Regions from separate parts of the Danio rerio genome. Here region 1 is linked to region 2. A link is a contact called in public HiChIP or PLAC-seq data. All regions are on one chromosome and are shown on one strand. The core of a region is the stretch at or near the end of the contact, and the rest is flanking DNA. Distances in the headings are between cores, read along the strand shown.

What was found. HiChIP or PLAC-seq counts read pairs in DNA pulled down with a chosen protein or histone mark.
Region 1: an H3K4me3 HiChIP or PLAC-seq map of gastrula embryo shows a contact between it and region 2, with 4 times the contacts expected there. The contact joins the promoter of surf4l here to the promoter of c5 in region 2. A contact is called at or near these places in 1 of 18 Hi-C or Micro-C datasets (caudal fin) and 2 of 4 datasets of contacts at active chromatin or transcription factors (embryo and gastrula embryo).

The regions. Positions count from the first base shown.
Region 1 is chr5:69,587,442-69,590,937 of GRCz12tu, reverse strand. It overlaps surf4l (surfeit 4, like), which reads left to right and starts at 2,209. Exons shown (of 6, transcript NM_001002470.2): 1 at 2,209-2,423. The coding sequence starts at 2,376. It also overlaps a transcript of ciz1b not described here.
Region 2 is chr5:69,439,896-69,443,055 of GRCz12tu, reverse strand. c5 (complement component 5) reads left to right here and starts at 1,499. Exons shown (of 42, transcript XM_001919191.10): 1 at 1,499-1,588; 2 at 1,762-1,957; 3 at 2,054-2,207; 4 at 3,065-3,135. The coding sequence starts at 1,524. It overlaps prdm12b (PR domain containing 12b), which reads left to right. Exons shown (of 5, transcript NM_001007457.2): 5 at 1-610.

The DNA of each region.
Region 1 (3,496 bases), core at 960-3,459, 150 kb before region 2:
AAAATAAGATATTTGAAGGATGCTGAAAAAACAAATACTATAGATATCAATGGTTGCAGGTTTCTAGCTTTCTCTGTTTAAAGGCATAGTTCACCCACAAATTTTATTTCAGTCATCATTTACTTCCTGTTAAGTGGTTCCAAACCTTCATGACTTTCTTTCTTCTGTTGAATACAAAATACAATACTTTAAAGTAAGCTGTAAACCTGTAACCATTAACTTCCATTGTAAAAAAAAAAAATACTATGGAAGTCGGGTGACATGGTGGCTCAGTGGTTTGCACTGTCGCCTCACAGAAAGAAGGTCGCAGGTTTGAGTCCCGGCTGGGTCAGTTGGCATTTCTGCACTGCAAATGTTTTTCTTACTTCGATTTTTTGTCTTGTTTCCAGTCCAAATATTTAAAAATTAATGAAGCATTTTCTAGGTAAGCGAAACATAATGTCTTGTTTTTGAGAAATAATATGCCAATATTAAGTGAGTTTTTCCTTAAATCAAGCTAAATAAGCAAACTTTTTCCTTTTGAAGTAAGATTATTTTGCTCACCCCATTGGCAGATTACTTTGCTTGTTTGAAGGAAAAACTCACTTCATTTTGGCATATTATTTCTTAAAACAAGACAATATGTTTTGCTTTTGTAGAAAAATCTTTTTTTTCGCAGTGTGTGTGGAGTTTGCATGTTCTCCCCAAGTTTCCTCCAGGTGCTCTAGTTTACCCTTTCAGTCCAAATAGCATTTTTAGTATTTAAAGCACTGAAGTTGTTTCAAGCTTTTAAGAGTTTCTTGTTTTCTTCTGTTCAACAGAAAAGGATATATTTGAAAAATGTTGGAAACTGGTAATCACTAATTTCCATAATAGAAAATAACTAATATTATGGAAGTCAGTGGCTTCTGGGTTTACAACATTTTTCAAAATGTCGTATTTTCTGTTTGACTTAAAAATAAAAAAAAACTCTAACTGGTTTGGAACAAGTGGAGGTTGAGTAAAAGATGACAGAACTTCCTTTTGGGAGAACTTTATTAAGTGCAGTGGGGGAAATAAGTATTCAACATGTCACCATTCTTCTCAGAAAGCATATTTTTGAAGGTGCTGTTGCATTGAAATACTCCCTAGATGTTAGCAACAACCAATAAAATCCACATATGCAAAAAAAGGAATATTATTAGTTTACAAACAAGTACTGAACATGTCACCATTTTTTAAAGCATTTATAAAGGTGCTGTTGACTTGACATTTTTACCGAATGTTGGTAACAACACAAGAAATCCATATATGGAAAGAAAACAAAACTAATTAGATTATGTGTAATAAAATGAAATGGTAGTGAAAAAATATTGAACGCATGAAGAAAGGAAGGTATAAAAAGGCAGTGAAAGCAGCTTAAATCTCTCAGAAGTTCTTCAGCAACCCTCTGCCCTTCATCATTGTACATTTAATATTTGCTGCTTCAGTCCAACATCTATGTTACAGGATGATTATAAAACCTGAGCGTTAGACATTTTATCTAGACAATGATCCAAAACACAGCCAAGCAAACTCTCAAATCCTTTCAGAGAAAGAAAATCAAGCTGTAGAATGGCCCAGCCAATCACCTAACTTGAATCCAATGGAAAGTAAAGATCAGATTTGATAGACGAGACCCAACAATCAAGATTTGCACACATGAGCAATGCATCTGACTTCTCCATCACCAAAAAGCGTTTTGTATAAAGTATTAACTACGTTTCAATATTTCAGTACATTATTCTTGTGTTATTACATTGCTGTTACACATAACTATTTTTCTCAGTTTTTTTTTTTTTTTTTGTTATATATTTTGTTTGTATTGTTCAGGTTTTTACCAAAATCTGGTTCACTTCCCATATCAACAGCTCCTTTAGAATATTTTTCTCAGCATAAAAAAACATGAAGTGTTCAATACTTTTTCCACCACTGTAATGGGCAACTCATTCACTCATCATCAACTTTCAATTTCTGAATACTTGTTGACAACCTAGGGGCTACAGTTATTTATATTTATGTTTATCTGTGTATTCAGACTTGTACATAATGCAGTCTATCTAATGTATGTCATGATGAGTCATGTGTGACAGACTGAAAGTGAACTGAGACGTCACAGTTTGAGCTCTCCATATATTCTGGCTGCATCAGTACACGTGGCATGCAGAGGCGTGTGTGTCCTACAGGGGGCGACAGGACGAGCAGCAGGGCATTATGGGGCGGAGATGGCATTCTAGTACACACATAGAGACGACGGCAAAGCAAGGCTAGTACGAGACCTGTAACACACCTGCGAGCGAAAAAGGACACCTATAAACGGCCCACGAATCACAAAAAGTGTCCTGCAGACGAGGACTTTGCTCTTGTATTTCGGTGTCATGGCTCCAAATGATTTGATGAGCAACGCGGAGGACGTGGCGGATCAGGTGAGAGAACTGAAGGCCCCGGTAGCCAACTTAACGTTACTCTTAAATCACGGAGAATAACGTTACACTGCTCCGCTAAACAAACACACATCAAGTTCGGTAAAGCCTGCGTTTATACAGCGAGTCAGCTGTGCTTGGCTGCAGTTCGCATTTATTAGCGAACTTCTAGTCTTGTGACTCTGAAGTGAAGTTAGTGTTCTCGAGATCTATGATTATTCTTGATTGTCGACCATATGTGTTGATATTATATTGAATGTGTATTAAGGGTTTAGTTAAACCTGCTTTTGAGTACTGATAAGCAGTTGCAAATGTATGTAACGTTAAATTATTGACGTTGAATGTAACGTTACTGTATTTGTGAGATTTCAAAACGTTCAAATGTCACGTTATCTTTAATCTAAATGATCTGCAGCCAAAGTAGACCCACCATGTTACTGTAGTAAGCATACAATGACTGATTAGAAAAATATGTTCATCAAATGCACAAATGACAGCGTTTGTTTATGATTATGTTGCAAATATATGCTTATTTTAGGTGATTATTAGATTACTTGTTTTAGTGTTGAGCAATAACTGCTCATTTTGGGCTTAAAAAAGGGACAATTCTGTCATTCTCACCATTTACTTGTCCTAAACCGTTGAGTTTCTAGGGTGAGTAAATTTTGGGTGATCTGCCCCTTTAATTACAGACAACTTAATACGTATGCCATTATTGTATGGTTGTTGTCTGTGTTTTTAGCTCTTTACAAAGCTCTTAATGTCCTGTTAGTTTAATATACTCATTGCTATACGCTTTAACCGTCCAGAAACGGTAATATTCATAATTTAAATGTAGTTTAAGCACATAGCTACTGAGTTAATATTAACCCCCCTTGTTTTCACCCAACGCAGTCGTTCTACATGTATTAAAACTGTAACTGAAGGCAAACATGAAGTCTGCAGAATTCCTGTGCTGCTTGGAAACATGACAAACACCCTGCAGGCGCACAGACTGCGAGTAAAGTGTTGACACACAGGCAGACATTGGCCCTCATATCTCTTCCCATTCATTTAGTTCTGCCTGGTACTTGTTG
Region 2 (3,160 bases), core at 250-2,749:
CAGTGCCGAGCCGGCTCTGAATACTCTCACCTTACGTGGATACTCTGCAGTTCCCAAAGGTGAAAAAGTGAACAGACATGACAAACAACGCCTGCAGAACTCAGCACTGAAGTAAAGACGATGGCCATGGAAGGGCTGTTTCTTGTTGAACTACATGCACTGTCGGCTCTGTGTGGCAGATATCTGCCTCATAACAATGTGATCAAACAAAGTCACTTAAGATGATCAGTAGTCAGTGCATCTTTTACTCACATTTGCATGCAGTAGTATTGTTTTGTCCCATTCCCTCTAAACCACACCACGTTATTTGCTTTAGCCTCTCTACTGAATGGATCCATTGGGATCAAGCACCACTTAGTGACCGATTTGCGTCACTGCAGGCCAATCAGAGCATGTTTATTGTCCAATGAACGATATGAAGTATGTAAAGGAATGTACATAGGATTTGAACTTTTACGTCCAAAAACATGGAATAGTCACTTTATCTGTGTATGTATGTAAAGCTTAAAGTATTATTACAAAATTTGGTTCTATTATATTATGTATACTATGTTTGCTTATATAAAATTATTTGGGTATTCACTTGTATGCTCAATAAAGAATTAACAAAGATCATGTTTTTGTCATTTTGTAATTATTCATCTTGCTCGAACTTGAACAAAATAATAACGGCTAAACCTTTTACATTCATTCATTTATTCATTTTATTCAGCCACAGCGGAATGAACCGTAAACATATCCAGCTAATGTTTTACGCAGTGGATGTCCTTCCAGCCGCAACACTGGAAAACATCCACACACTCACATACACTACGGCCAATTTAGCTCACCTATACCGCATGTCTTTGTACTCTGGGGGAAACCGGAGCACCCGGTGGAAACACGAACAAGGGGAGAACATGCAAACTCCACACATAAATGCCAACTGACCCAGCCGAGGCTCTAACCAGCGACCTTCTTGCTGTTAGGCGATTGTGCTATACCCACTTCTGTCCCTAAACCTTTTATATAATTACTCTAAACACAAATGTTGTGTCTCACTTCAGTGATTGTCTTTAAGAACTCACAGCAAGTATATTCAACGTGATATGAATTGGTTTCTGGTTGTTTAAACGCAGAGTATACAAAGACAAAAGTCAAACCAATGTCCAAAAGTTGCCAGAATTGCACAACAATAACAAACAGCTCCTTTTTTATTTGTAAGTGGATCTATACATGCTTACTTTCATTTGAACGTGCATAATGACTGAATAATTGTACAATGATGACAAGAACATTGCGCAATCAAACGTTAAATTGTCATTCTGGACCAAAACCGAATTAAAAATTAATTGTCCTCATTATTTTTGGATAATATCTGCAGATAAATCTAAACCTCAGGAAATGACATTCTTGGACCTCTTTCAAGACAGTTGAGCTAATAAGTAACTTAAAACAAGCACAGATAAGCCTATTGATTCGGTTTACTGAAACTGACCGAATTCCCGACCTCTGTTTTATTCCCATGAAGCAAACAGTCTATAATGGCACGATTATTATTGTTCTGCATATTTAATCTGTTTGTCTGCTTCACCGTTCAGGAAAATGTGTAAGTAACAATTTACATCATTTAAATTCTTCTTTGAGTGATGAAATGTGTTATCAAAAAGCTGGAGGGGGGAAGCAATGTTTATCAAACATAAAAGTAGGTTATATGTGAATTAAAATGACATTTTAAGAAACATTTTATATGTCACATAAGCTAAATGTCTTGTTTTCTAGATACCTAATTACTGCACCTAAAGTCCTGCGGCTCGATGCCTCAGAAACTGTTGTCGTGCAGTTGTTTGGTTTTGATCAGGAAACTACAGTTCATCTGCACCTGAAGAACACGTTAGCAGTAGGCAATAAAGAATATGACTATCAATCCCTGAAGCTCAACGCCGCGAATAACTATCAAGCTTCAGCGACTTTACGGGTAAATTCTGCACATTTAATGGTGTTGACTTGTATATAAAACTCTTTTTAAAATATCTTATAAGGAATGGCTCTTCTTCCATTTTCCTTTTCACAGATATTAGCAAAAGATTTTCCCAAAGAGGACACATCTGTCTACCTTCAGACGATTTCTTCTGCTTTCACTGATAATGTTAAAATCCCGGTCACTACAGTCAATGGTTTTCTCTTTATCCAGACTGACAAACCGCTTTATACACCCGAACAAGAAGGTCAGTACCATAATATCATGTGCATATGGGTTGTGTTGACATGGCAAAACGTAAAATACTTACGTTTTCTCGTGAGATCAGGCTTGACACAACGTTGCATTTTCACTATCACACATGACAAAAGTGAATATAGCCTAATTAATATTATCATCTAAAGTCAATTGTTAAACATTTCTTTGTCTTTCATGGACCTCTTGTTATAAAACTGTGTTGGTATCACACATCCGCCATTTGGTGTGTCTGTCTCAAGCATAGTGTAAATTGCAACTCTTATAAATCGTAAAATCATTAATAAATAGACTACACCAGGCCTAATTTTTATGAAAAGTTATTTTATTAGTAGCCTAAATGGAAATTATTATTTAATCCATATAGAACACAGAGACGTTTTACATATTGTCTGAAAACCATGTCTTCTGGAATGACACTGCATGTTAATTTTAAATGGTGCAATTCCACGGAAACCTTTAATTAGCTAGTTGTAGGACTCCATTCAGGATCATGTGACTGAAGACCCATGACATGTTACGTTTTTGACTCAGAACTAGGGGCCGCTTAGGGCCACATGAATTCTGGAGGCCCCCAATAAATATGTAGAGATATAAACTCTAGAAGTATATCTAGATAGAAATAAATGAATTGAAATAGAAGTAAATAAATAAAATGAAAAGAAATAAATTAAACGAATAAATAGAAGTAAACAATAAACTATATATACCATTGTTTTCATTATTTAATATAAAACAAATATTATATTATTATTATATTAATGTAATGTAATGTAATAATAATATTTAAATATTATATCTGAACAAATTTGTAAAAATCACCTCAAAATTTGGGTTTGTTTTCTTTAGTACAAGTGCGTGTTTACTCCCTCAACGAGGAGCTGAGGAAATCTGCACGAACCGTCACTCTTACATTTCAGGTGGGGTTTTCTCTTCACAGATTTA